Linked DNA regions of Mus musculus: region 1 is linked to region 2. A link is a contact called in public HiCAR-type data. All regions are on one chromosome and are shown on one strand. Each heading gives the region's core, a stretch centred on a gene start, on an enhancer-like site or on the middle of the called end of the contact. The rest is flanking DNA. Distances are from core to core; before and after follow the strand shown. Region 1 holds the start of Swsap1 (SWIM type zinc finger 7 associated protein 1). Region 2 holds the start of Raver1 (ribonucleoprotein, PTB-binding 1).

Evidence for each region. HiCAR-type assays count read pairs that join an accessible place to other places.
Region 1: a HiCAR-type map of astrocytes shows a contact between it and region 2, with 2.9 times the contacts expected there. The contact joins the promoter of Swsap1 here to the promoter of Raver1 in region 2. A contact is called at or near these places in 3 of 115 datasets of contacts at active chromatin or transcription factors (astrocytes, microglia and pancreatic cancer cells).

Annotation. Positions count from the first base shown.
Region 1 is chr9:21,953,584-21,959,603 of GRCm38.p6, reverse strand. It overlaps Swsap1 (SWIM type zinc finger 7 associated protein 1), which reads right to left and starts at 3,851. Exons shown (of 2, transcript NM_025870.1): 1 at 3,600-3,851; 2 at 1,334-2,927. The coding sequence starts at 3,842. The coding sequence ends at 2,334. It overlaps Gm45914 (predicted gene, 45914), which reads left to right and starts at 3,598. Exons shown (of 1, transcript NR_132099.1): 1 at 3,598-4,320. It overlaps Epor (erythropoietin receptor), which reads left to right. Exons shown (of 8, transcript NM_010149.3): 8 at 1-705. The coding sequence ends at 545.
Region 2 is chr9:21,089,031-21,094,903 of GRCm38.p6, reverse strand. It overlaps Raver1 (ribonucleoprotein, PTB-binding 1), which reads left to right and starts at 2,905. Exons shown (of 13, transcript NM_027911.4): 1 at 2,905-3,145; 2 at 4,588-4,654. The coding sequence starts at 2,927. Gm38431 (predicted gene, 38431) reads left to right here and starts at 2,896. Exons shown (of 17, transcript NR_038081.2): 1 at 2,896-3,145; 2 at 4,588-4,654.

The DNA of each region.
Region 1 (6,020 bases), core at 2,602-5,101, 860 kb before region 2:
CTGCCCACCTAGAGGTCCTCTCAGAGCCACGCTGGGCAGTGACTCAGGCTGGGGACCCAGGGGCAGATGATGAGGGGCCCTTACTGGAGCCGGTGGGCAGTGAGCATGCCCAGGACACCTACTTGGTATTGGATAAGTGGTTGCTGCCCCGGACCCCATGCAGTGAGAACCTCTCAGGGCCTGGGGGCAGTGTGGACCCTGTGACTATGGATGAAGCTTCAGAAACATCTTCCTGCCCGTCTGACTTGGCCTCAAAGCCCAGGCCAGAGGGCACCTCACCTTCCAGCTTTGAGTACACCATCCTGGACCCCAGCTCTCAGCTCCTGTGCCCTCGGGCACTGCCTCCCGAGCTACCTCCCACTCCACCTCACTTGAAGTACCTATACCTTGTGGTGTCCGATTCTGGCATCTCAACAGATTACAGTTCGGGGGGCTCTCAGGGAGTCCACGGGGACTCATCTGATGGCCCCTACTCCCACCCCTATGAGAACAGCCTTGTCCCAGACTCAGAGCCTCTGCATCCCGGCTATGTGGCCTGCTCCTAGGACTCCAGCCTACAACGTCTTGAACGGGATTGGTGAAGCCATACTTAAAGTCAGAGCTGACCTTGGCCCTCTGAGCAGGAAGAGACAGCCTTGCAATGTTAAGATTAAGAGTTATCTGTCTGTATATAGAAATATATATATATATCGATTTTTCTACCTTGACTTTGTCTTATTTGTGTATGTATGGCGTGAGTGTGGGTGCAGGCATGCCTCAGTTCATGTATGGAAGTTGATTCTCTCCTCTCACCTGAATGCAGAGCACCTTGTTCCTGCCTTATTTCCTGATCCAGGCTAGCTGTCTGTGTGCTTGTTTCTCTCTCCTGTCGGCCTCCCATGTTGCCTTTGGGTTGCTGCAAAGACTGCAGACTGCACCACAACCCTCAGGAGTTCTCTTGCTGGCCCATATTTTAGTTGTTTGAGACACGGTAGCTGAAGGTGACCTTGACCTCCCGATGCTTCAGTCTTTCCCTCCCCAGTGCTGGGGCTCCAGGCATGCTCCACCACGCCCAGCTCAGAGGTGCCATGCCCAGCTCAGGGGTGCCAGGCACTGTACTAGAGCTTCCTGCATGTTAGGCCTCTGCCATGGCCTGGGACCCCATCTCTGCCTGGACCTAGGACATGGAAATAAACAGCTAGCACTGAATTTTTGGATCTGGCGACATGAAGACAGACATAATGGTCAGTGTATATGTCACTAGCTGTCAATACACACTGCTCCAAAACTTAGTGTCATATCCACTGTTGATCTCCTGCCGGACAGAAAACCCAAGTACACAGACCACCAGAGTCCAATGTGGTGAACCAATAGAGCTTTACTAGGCTTATGTTCAGGAATATGGGTGAGGGTTTTTCACGGGAGTGGAAATGACTCAGACAGATAGAGAACCAAGGCTGTCACAGTGAGAGGATTCCCAACCACGGGGCTCTCCTCCAGCTCCCTAGTTTGTTTTTGTCTTTGAGGCAGGGTCTATGTAGCCCTGGTTGGTCTGGAACTTGCCACGTAGAGCAGGCTGTTCTTAAACACATACGTACAGATCTACCTGCCTCTGTGCTAGGACTAAAGGCCTGTGCCATCACACCTGGCCCACTTTGGGTTTTGGAGACAGGGTCCAGTGTGAGCCAGCATCGCTTCCCACACCTTATGTAGCCAAGGATAGCCTTGCACTTGTGATCTCCCACCTCTCCCTCCCTAAGCTGGCCTGTCCTAAGCAAGCTAAATGTGTGCATACTCTATGTGGAGTGGATCCACTCCGAACTGTACACCCTAAATACATGTGCAAGGTCATGTGGATGACTACGTAAGCCAACACATAGAGGTAACTGGGATACGGGCACCCAAGGAATGTGCAAGAGGAGCCAAGAACAGGAGCATACTCGATAGGCCCCGCCCTCAAGAGATGAGGCTGTAGGATCAGGAGTTCAAGGACAGCCTCAGCTAAGGATCTAGTTTGAGGCTGGCCTGACTTAGAGAGCCTGCCTGGATAAAAAATGCAGCAGATAAAAAGACCTGCACTAGGAAACATGGCTGAATCTCATTGACAACGGTGAGTGGGCAAAGGAAGGCTCTGCTGGCCTTACTTATCTTAAAGGTCTCATTACTAATTTATCATTAGTGTGGAGGGCTGTGTGTTTCCACCCAAATGTGGAGGTCAGAAGACAACTTGCAGGAGTCAGTTCTTTCTACCACGAGGGTCCCGGGAATCAGTCAAATTACCGTGCCTGTTGCCAAGGGATCTTGCCAGCCCTGATGACAATAATGCTAGTTTATAAACAGAAAATCTACATTTTTCAGGTCTTTGAATCTGCACCTGTCTCTGAAGTAAGTATCCCATCCAAGGGAGACCCAGGACCAGGGAGGTTGTCACATCCCAAAGTTAAGGACTGGCTTCCAGCACTTGAATCTTTCTTCTCTGGGCTGAGCTTAGAAGCCTGGGCAAGCCATGGGGTGACCTTCATCTCTCCACAGGGTAAGAAACTCACTGACCACTCTGTCCTAGGGCTCAGTTTGCCCAACTCTAGGCTGGCTCGAAGGCAGCAATGCTGTCCCAAGCCTAGGGCATCTGGCTGCAACCAGCACTGTGCAGGAAAATATCGCTTAAGTAATGGCAGATGTGGGGCATCGGCCTCTGCTTCTTTCTGGGTTTCAAGGGCCACAACAAGCCCACAACTGCCATTGGCTCCAAGACGGTGGCTAAAGAAGGCAGCAGTATCCAGAAGCAATGCAGCCAAGTAGGCGGCTTCCTGGGCACTGGGATCCTCTGCGAGATATTCTTCCAGGCCGTCCAGGAGTAGAAGGGATGGGGTCGGTGCTGGGGCCTCATGGGCAGAGGCCAGCAGCTGGAGAAGCTCTTGAATTGAGGATGGGTACTGGAAACGAACCTTCTAGAAGATAGGAAAAGGCTAGACTTAATATAGGAGGTCAAAACTCCCTATTATGGCTACCTCACTTCTATACTTTCCGGTCTAGGCTCTCATGGTCCATATATAAAGTTCCAGGATGAAGCACCAGCTCAAATACTTCACCCTTGTCACCTGCCCTTCTCCAGCAGTTGTCACTGCTCAAGATTATTTAAGGAAAAAACATTTTTTTTCTTTAATACAGGGCCTCATGTGACCCAGGATGATCGCAAACGCGTTTTGTAGCCAAGGATGGCCTGACACTTCTGAGAACTGAATCCCAGGCATATATTATCAAGTCTGGTTAAAGGGATAGAAAGAACCCAGGGCTTCGCGCATGTTAGGTAAATTCTCTGTTCAGTTAATCCCAGTCCGTATTTTTTTGTTGTTGTTTTTGGTGGTTTGTTTTGGTTTGTCACCCATGCTCACCAATGCCGCCCGACCACAGGACGGTCTTTCACTTCATCTTAACTAAACCCGCACTGTCCCGTCCCACGACCCTACTCCGCCTCTTCCACCCACCACTTCCACAGACGCTTTATGACGATTTAGTTGTGAATCTACGATTCACGCTGCCATTTGCCTATCGAACTGTCACTCAGGCGCGAACTAGCCCGCCATTGGGTAACGCATTGCCAGGTCCAGCCCTCCGTTTACCTGGAGCCGCCAATGCTCTCGCGCTGTGGGTGTACTGAGCGGCAGGCTCTGAAGGGGCCTTCGCGTCACGAAGAGGACGGACCCGCGGCCTTCCCCTGCCGCCTCAAGGGCGGCTGCAAACAGCAGCGACGTCTGCGCAGAGCGCGGAGCGCCGAGCAACAGCAATGGCGGCCCGGCAGCGCCATCCTCTCCTGGCCTTGCCGCGCAGCCGGCATTCAGCACCCGCCTCAGCGCCTCCGCCATTTGCTGAGTGCCGCTGACCAATCAAAAGCGATATCTCATCTTGGGCCCGCCCACACAGAGGCCTCATTGGCTATAGTTCACAGACTAAGTTCGTCGCTGGAGCTGTCAGCCAATGATCAAAACACGGAGCGTGGAGGAAGTGGGTACTTTGAGGGAATTGCTGCAAGAAGCCGTGTGATCGATTAAAAGGAAAGGAAGGTCGAGGGTCCAAACGTGCTCCAAAGAGACGCCCAGGCTCTAGGTCGGAGCTGTAGAGAATGGCTCAGTCGTTACGAGCACTGGCTGCTCCTCCAAAAGACCCGGGTTCAGTTCCCACCATCTACTAGGTGATTCACAGCCATGCACAAGTACAGTGTGAGGGAATCCGACGCCCTCTTCTGGACTCCGCGGACACGTGGCACCCATATATTTATGGCCCCGCGCTTATACACACACTCATGTAAAAATAAATCTAAACATTAAAAAAAGTAGAAGCCGGTCGGTGGTGTCGCGCACCTTTAATTCCAGTACTTGAGTGGCAGAGGCAGGTGAATCTCTTAAGATCAAGGCCAGTCTAGAGAAACCGTCTCAAAAAAAAAAAAAAAAAAAAGTAGGTTCCCTTAGATATATATTGAGGTTTGCAACCAGCCTGAGTTACATGAGCACCTATCTTTAAAAATAATAATAATGATGATGATAACCAGACTTTTAGCTTGCCCACCTGCAAAATGAATATTGTGATTCCATGTGATCATTGTAATGCGTTGGTGTGAACAATTGCTGATGTCACCGAAGCAAAGTTCACAGAGACCTGTTTGCTTGTCTCTGCATAGTTGAATATGGGGAATTTTATTTTTTGGTAGGGTCCCAGACATTTTAGCCTGTGCCACTATGATAAGTTAATACAAGGCTGGGGGTGAAATTCGGGGTTTTGTCCATGCTGAGCAGGCACTCTGCCCTCCATGGGGGGAGGGGTGATTACATTTATTTAGTTGGTGTGAGTGTGTATATACTCCCATTGACACAGAGTGCATGCACTCTGAGGACAACTTCTGGGATGGGATGCAGTTCTTTCTACCCCACCATGTGTGTCCCCTGGATGACAGATTTTTAAAAAAAGATTTATTTATTTATTTTATGTATATGAGTGCTCTGTCTTCATGTACACCTACATGACAGAAGAGATCATCAGATTCCATTGTAGATGGTTGTGAGCCACCATGTGGTTGCTGGGAATTGAACTCAGGACCTCTGGAAGAGCAGTCAGTGTTTTTTAACCGCTGAGCCATCTCGCCAGCCCCTGGATGACAGATCTTCAGGGCTGGTGGCAAGAGTCCTCTAAGCCATCTCACTGGCCCCGATTTCTGGGATTTTTTAAAAATCTTTTTTTGTGTGGGCGTGTGCAGGATTACCTGTGCCACCTAGCGTGTGGAGGTCAGTCCTTACCTTCTAGCTCATTTGCACAGTGTGTCTTGTTCACTGCTGTGTATGTCAGACTGGATGACCGTCACAGCCCCACCACGAGACCGATCCTGTGTCCAGTGTTTAAATGGGTCGACTCTCAGGCTCGTGCCTGTACATCCTGCACTGTACATACTGAGACCTCTCCCAGGTTCCCTGTATGAGGGCCCTTTAAGAGGCCTGTCATCTAACTTTCTTTTTGGCCTGGGACCTTCTTAATGCCTGCTTGTATTAAGAGGAGAGAGAAAATTGTGTGTGTGTAGAAAGAGAGAGAGAGAGAGAGAGAGAGAGAGAGAGAGAGAGAGAGAGAGAAGAGAGAATGAGGGCTTCATTCACAAGAGTCTATGACCACACTGGAAAAGTGCAATTCTTGTCAAGTCACTGAATGAAAGAGGAAGAACTGAGGGAACCAAGGTGAGTGGTGGGTGATCCTGATTTCTCAGCCAGTCTCTTCACCCAAACTTGGCTCGTGAGCTGTCACTCAAGCCTGTTTCCCTGGAAACCTTGTCTCCTAGTAACTTCAAAGTGGTACGGTTGCCTGGAGACCCAGGAACAGGGCGGAACTGTGATTTCCTGAGCTTACTCTTTCCCTCTGGGGACAGAAAACAGCTTCACAACATCCCCCAGTACACCCACACACACAGCTGGGCACCCTCACCCTGAGCACACACACACACACACCCTGCACACACACATGCACACCCCAGAACACACATACCATGCACATACACACACCCT
Region 2 (5,873 bases), core at 1,656-4,155:
GCCTCAAATGCAGAAGTATGGAGGCCTGGGAGCACTTGACAGTAAGAAAGACACAGGGCTCCAGAAGCCATACAGGTGGGGCCTATGAGGGTAGAGACAGGGCCAGGCCATAATGGAGGTGTGGCTTGAGCCATGGGAAGGTCATGGAGTCAGTAGTTCCTGAAGTATGTCTTCTCCTTTAGGTTTCCCAGGGCCTATTCTAAGCCTGAGCAGGACCAACATCACAGAGCTGTCCATGGTCCATGGGACTTGCACACTGGTCATGCTGGAAAGTTATTCTGCCCCTCCTCTTGGAAGCTGGCTCAGCTTCATCTCCAGAACACCAAGAGGGACAATGGGCATGTCTTTTGCAGTGCCACCCTGGAGGTGGGTGGCTGACTCCTCACAAGAGCACCACTGTCCACCTGCATGCCCTGTTGAGTTGGTCATTCAGACCTTTTAAGATCTCCTCCCTCTGTCCTTGCTTGGGAAATCTTGACTCTTCCCTGGCCTTAATATCCTTCTATGGATATCTGGAGTGTCTGATCATGTGGTGGTTTTATAGATTGCTCCAAGACTGATCATGCCAAATGTCCCCAGCACTCTGTGTTACAAAGGTAGGATTCCTACTCTAAGTGTTACAGCTCAGATAGAAAGGCATCTTGGCAGTCAGAAGTCAAGGAATACCACAAAGTCATACCACACAACAAACCTCATACAAGAGATTTATGGGAAAACTACAAGAGAGTGGCTGCCTTTGCTCAGGAGACAGCAGCTAAGAGCTGAGTAGGAGACAGGCTTTATATAAAGAGGCTTTCCAGGATGTCTGCGGTTTGGTGGGATTCTATGGCCTGATCTTTGGACAATCTCGGGAATTGGTGGGATTCTATGGCCTGATCTTGGTGTTTTTTGTTTTTTTAAATCTCTGTTGTAGGTCAGGGCTTGGTTGTCTGGGGCAGGGCTTGGTTGTCTGGGGCAAGCACCTGGCCATTTAGACACCAGCGGTTAGAACCCACGTTTAGAGTAGCCAGGGGGGCAGGGCCTGGCCACGTGCACCTTGAGGGTTTTACAGCACACCTTGCAGTGCCAGGCCCAAGGCCATGAGCTCCAAAGCTCCGGCATGAGGGCACCAGGCATGGGGTACCTCATTACTTGTCAACCTAAACCACGACGGCACCTATCACTGCCAGGAAACTGGCCCAAGAACACCTTGCTCACAGTGACTGACATTCAAGGTAACGGAGGAACCTGTACGGTCTACAGGGGCAAGTTCAGCAGGAACCCAGGACACACATATGCACTTGGGTCTCTCTGTGCCGATCAAGGCCAGGATGGCCAACATCACTATGGGGGTGTTCATGCCCCTAGGGATGGTGACCACTGCAGTGGCGTCAGTGTACACCCTCAGGATGCAGAACCCGAGTGGCTGCTACCACTTGAGAAACAGAAGTACCTCTGTGTCTCTCAGCACACTGTCGTCCAAAGATACAGCCCAGGGTAAGTTGTCCTGAGACAGGGGAAGACCAAGGTCCAGACTGAGAGGAGGATTGGGCCGTATCAAGTTCCAGATCAATAAAACCTTCAAGGGCTGGAGAGATGGCTCAGTGGTTAAGAGCACTGACTGCTCTTCCAGAGGTCCTGAGTTCAATTCCCAGCAACCACATGGTGGCTCCCAACCATCTGTAATGAGATCCGATGCCGTCTTCTGGTGTGTCTGAAGAGAGTGACACACATTAAATGTACTCACATTAAAAAATATAAAAATAAATCTTTAAAATAAAACTTTCAGCATGATAGTGCACACCTTTAATCCCAGCTCTCTGGAGGCAGAGGCAGGTGGATCTCTGTGAGTTCAAGGCCAGCCTAGTCTACAGAGTAAGTTATTCCAGGACAGCCACAGAGAAACCCTGTCATGAAAGACAAACACACACACACATTAGCACTTGCCCATAGACTCCTGAAAGTAGTTTTCTGGTGCTAGAGAGATCCATGTCTGTCATTATAAACTGCTGATCTTTTCTTCCTTGTGTCTTTTGCCAGTTCCTTCCCCAGCTCCTGTTTAACTTTTTGCTTCCTGTGCTGTCTATCTCTACTACCCCTACCAAGTCTGCTGGAAATGAAACTCAGGGGTTGCCATGCTTAGCAGTTAGTCCTTTTTTTCTTTGTTTTTTGAAACCCTGACTTACTATGTAGACCAGGCTGCTTAGGCCTTCAGAGTGCTGAAAATAATGCCAGCATTTGTCGTTGTTATTTGGTTGTTTGTTTTTCTTTTTTGAATCAGGTTTATCTCAAACTTGAGTTGTATAGTAGGGAATGACTTTGAACTTCAAGTCCTGCAGCTTCCATTTTGGTTTTTCGAGACAGGATGTCTCTGTGTAGCCCTGGCTGTCCTGGAACTCACTCTGTAGACCAGGCTGGCCTCGAACTCAGAAATCCACCTACTTCTGCCTCCCAAGTGCTGGGATTTAAGGCGTGCGCCATCACTGCCTGGCAGCTTCCATTTCTAAAGTGCTGGAATTGCATGCGTACATCAGTACACCTAATTTTTGTCTGTCGTTTCATTTTCTCTTTTGAGACAGGATCCTCATGAATTTGATTTCCGTTGTAACTGTGGATGACATCATAAGATCTGCCTTCCCCTCTAAAGGGCTTAGATTACAGGTGTGTGCACCTGACCAACTCTTAAGGCGGTGTTAGGGATTCACGCCTGCCTATTCTCAATCCTGCCTTGTAAGGCGGCTCCATGTTGCAGCTCCGCCCTTTTATTCAATGGCCCAGAGTCAGGGGAAGGGGGCAACGCTCGCGGGGCTGGTTCTAGCCAATACGCTGAAAGGGGCCGGGAGAGAGGCGGGGCTTCCACCAACCAATCACTACACGCGACCTCCTTGCCGCTCTATGTCGCTCCGCCCTGAGCTCGCTGGTCCCAGAAGGCGCCGGGTTTCCCAAGATGGCGGCCGACGTGTCCGTTACTCACCGGCCGCCGCTGAGCCCAGAGGCGGAGGCCGAAGCGGAAACTCCCGAGACCGTCGATCGCCGGGCGCCCGAACAAGAGTTGCCGCCGCTCGATCCGGAAGAGATCCGGAAACGCCTGGAACACACTGAGCGCCAGTTCCGTAACCGCCGCAAGATACTGATCCGAGGCCTCCCGGGGGACGTGACCAACCAGGTATGGGGGGTGGGGGTGAGAGCGTGGCGGGAAACACCACGGTGCGCGTGCGCGCGCACGCGGGCGGGGGGGTGGAAACCGGGCGGTACCAACGCTGCTGTGAGTGGGGGCTCTCCCCAGTGTCATATCCTCTCCCAGGGTCGTGAAACATTAAGAACGAAGTGGAAAGGGCATGGTTAGGAAAAAGAAAAAAAAGAAAACACTTTAAAGTGCTGGTCGACGTTGCTAGGGGCGACCATCGGACTTGGGAGAGGCCAAGTGGTTGAAGGTTGCAGGTAGTTGGAAGGGGCAGGCAGCTGTGGCCCTGCTGAAATATGTACGGGAGACTGTGAATAGATTGATTGAAATAGATTCCAACTGACCCATGCATATTCAGAGGGTTGTTTCCCTCCTCTGCCTTCGGGTGACAGGAGCTCAAATCTGGAAGTTTCAGAATTAAGAGCATGGCTTTTCTTATCAAGCATAATCGACACCTTTTAGAGGTAGACCCGGAAGTTGGAGCTGCATCCCTCAATGCCTACTAGAATTGATTTGGGAAAATGAAGTCTCCTTTCGACATGAACATGCCGCGGTGGGGGGCGGGGGTTGTATTCTGTGGCACTTCCCTGTGGCTAATCTTGTCTGCCGGGACTGCCCTTCTATTGGGAACCCATGTAGAGCAGGGTGTGCAATGCTCTTTGGACCCAAGAAAGTGGTATCTCTGTTGCCCTGCCCGGTGGTGGTGGGATAGGCCCTTTCTGATTGCTGCTAAATTGTCTGCTCACTGGCTCACCCTAGTACCCCCTGCTCTATAGGCACATGGCTAGTGAAGCTGCAGAGGTGTTGGGGAACACAATAAAGGACCAGACAAGGAATAGACACTTGTGTGCATGGTGTCCTGCATATCTGGAACTGCCAGCCCTATCTCCTTGGGCTCATACACAGGTCATTTGGTGCAAGGAAGCCAGGCAACTTGCCCTGGAAGCCAGCATTCAAAACAGCAGCCCTGTCAACATGAGGGAGTTTGGGTGGCCCCTGCACCCACACAGTGTAGGGTCAGATAAGTGAGTGGGGTCCCTGGTCAGGTAGCATGCCCCCTGTTGTCATGACAGCCCTGGCCAGGTACCCCTGGGTAGCATGCCCCCTGTTGTCATGATAGTTTGTGTGTTTCACTTCTTACAGCCTCAGCTGTTTTCCTCTTGGAGAAAATGGCTTCATAATTAGCTGTGGACCGGTTTCAACCTTGCACAGGGGAATCAGACAAGTTGGGCAGCCTCCTTGAAGGTGTGCAGTTTGAGTTGTTGGTGTTCCTAGCATGTAATCTGCAGTCTTGCCCTGCACAAGATAGATTGTAGAAGATAGCTGTATGGACAAACAGCTATTCATTTATCTGCTTGAATGGAGGGTCCACCTGTAGGCGGCCTTGCCCAGTGACTCCCCGGCTTCTGCTTGTGTCTCTGCAGGAAGTACATGACCTCCTGAGCGACTACGAACTCAAGTACTGTTTCGTGGACAAATACAAAGGGACAGGTTTGTGGGTCATGGATGGACAGGGCAATTATGACATGACAGTCCCCAGTGGTAACAGGACCTGGCTCAGCATCTGTTCTGAATTGTGGGTCCTGTGTTGTGTCAGAGGAAGCAGATCCTTGTTCTGTCTGTCCGTGTCTTAATTTTTTTGAGGCGGGGACTCACATGAAGCTGAGGTTGGCCTTGAACTCCTAGAGATCCACTTACCTGCTTTTGCTTCTTGAGTACTGTGATTAAAGGCAGGCACCACCCACCCTTGTCAGTTCCTTTATCTATTGTGTGTGTGTGTGTGTGTGTGTGTGTGTGTGTGTGTGTGTGTTAGCATAGGCAGCTAGTGTGGAAGTTAGAGGACAATGTTCTAAAGTCAGTTTCCCCTTGCTGAGGCAGGATCTCTCGTGGTTCTGTCTTGCTGTATATTCTGGGCAGTTCTATCTTAGACTATGAGGAGGGCTGTGATGACGGGTGCATAGGAGAGCATGCATATACTCATGAGAGTCTGGGGCTGGAACTCGGGCTTAGGTATGGCAGCAGACTCCATTTTCCAGCCTTCTTCTTTCCTTTCTTTGAGGCATGGATTTAGGCTGTAGCCCAGATTGTTCTGGGGTTCATGGTGTGCCCAGTATCCTAAAGCTTGTAGCATTCCTTTAGCTTGTACCACTCCTTTGCCTTTTCTTATGTTGTAGTTTTCTTTATTTGATGTGTATGGGTGTTTTGCCTGAGCACCATTTGCGTGTTTGGTGCCCACTGAGGCTGGCAGAGGGCACCAGATTTCATGGAACCAGAGTTAAAGAGGGTTATAAGCTGCCGTGTTGGTGCTGGGAACCAAACCCCATCCTTGCAAAAGCAGCAAGTACTCTTTAAGTGCTGAGCTATCTCTCCAGCCCCATTTTTGGTTTTGGACTTTAGGTTTTACTTAAAGCAGAGTCTCATATAACCCAGATTAGAGTTAAATTTATTGTATAAGTGGGTTGGCCTTAAACATCAAGACACCCCCCTGCCTCCGCTTGCAAAGTGCAAGGCTTGTGATCCGTGTGTCAGTGTGCTCAGCTCCCCAGTGCTCTTACTTGTCTCTTCCTAACCCAGGCCCACTGGGCACCCTACTCTGCCATAGGCTGTATGGAGTGCTCAGCCCTATGCCCTTGGGGTAAGACTTGGCAGCGTTGACTTCCCCTGTGAAGGCCATCAGTGAATGTCTATGCTTTCCTGCATTGTGCCAGGT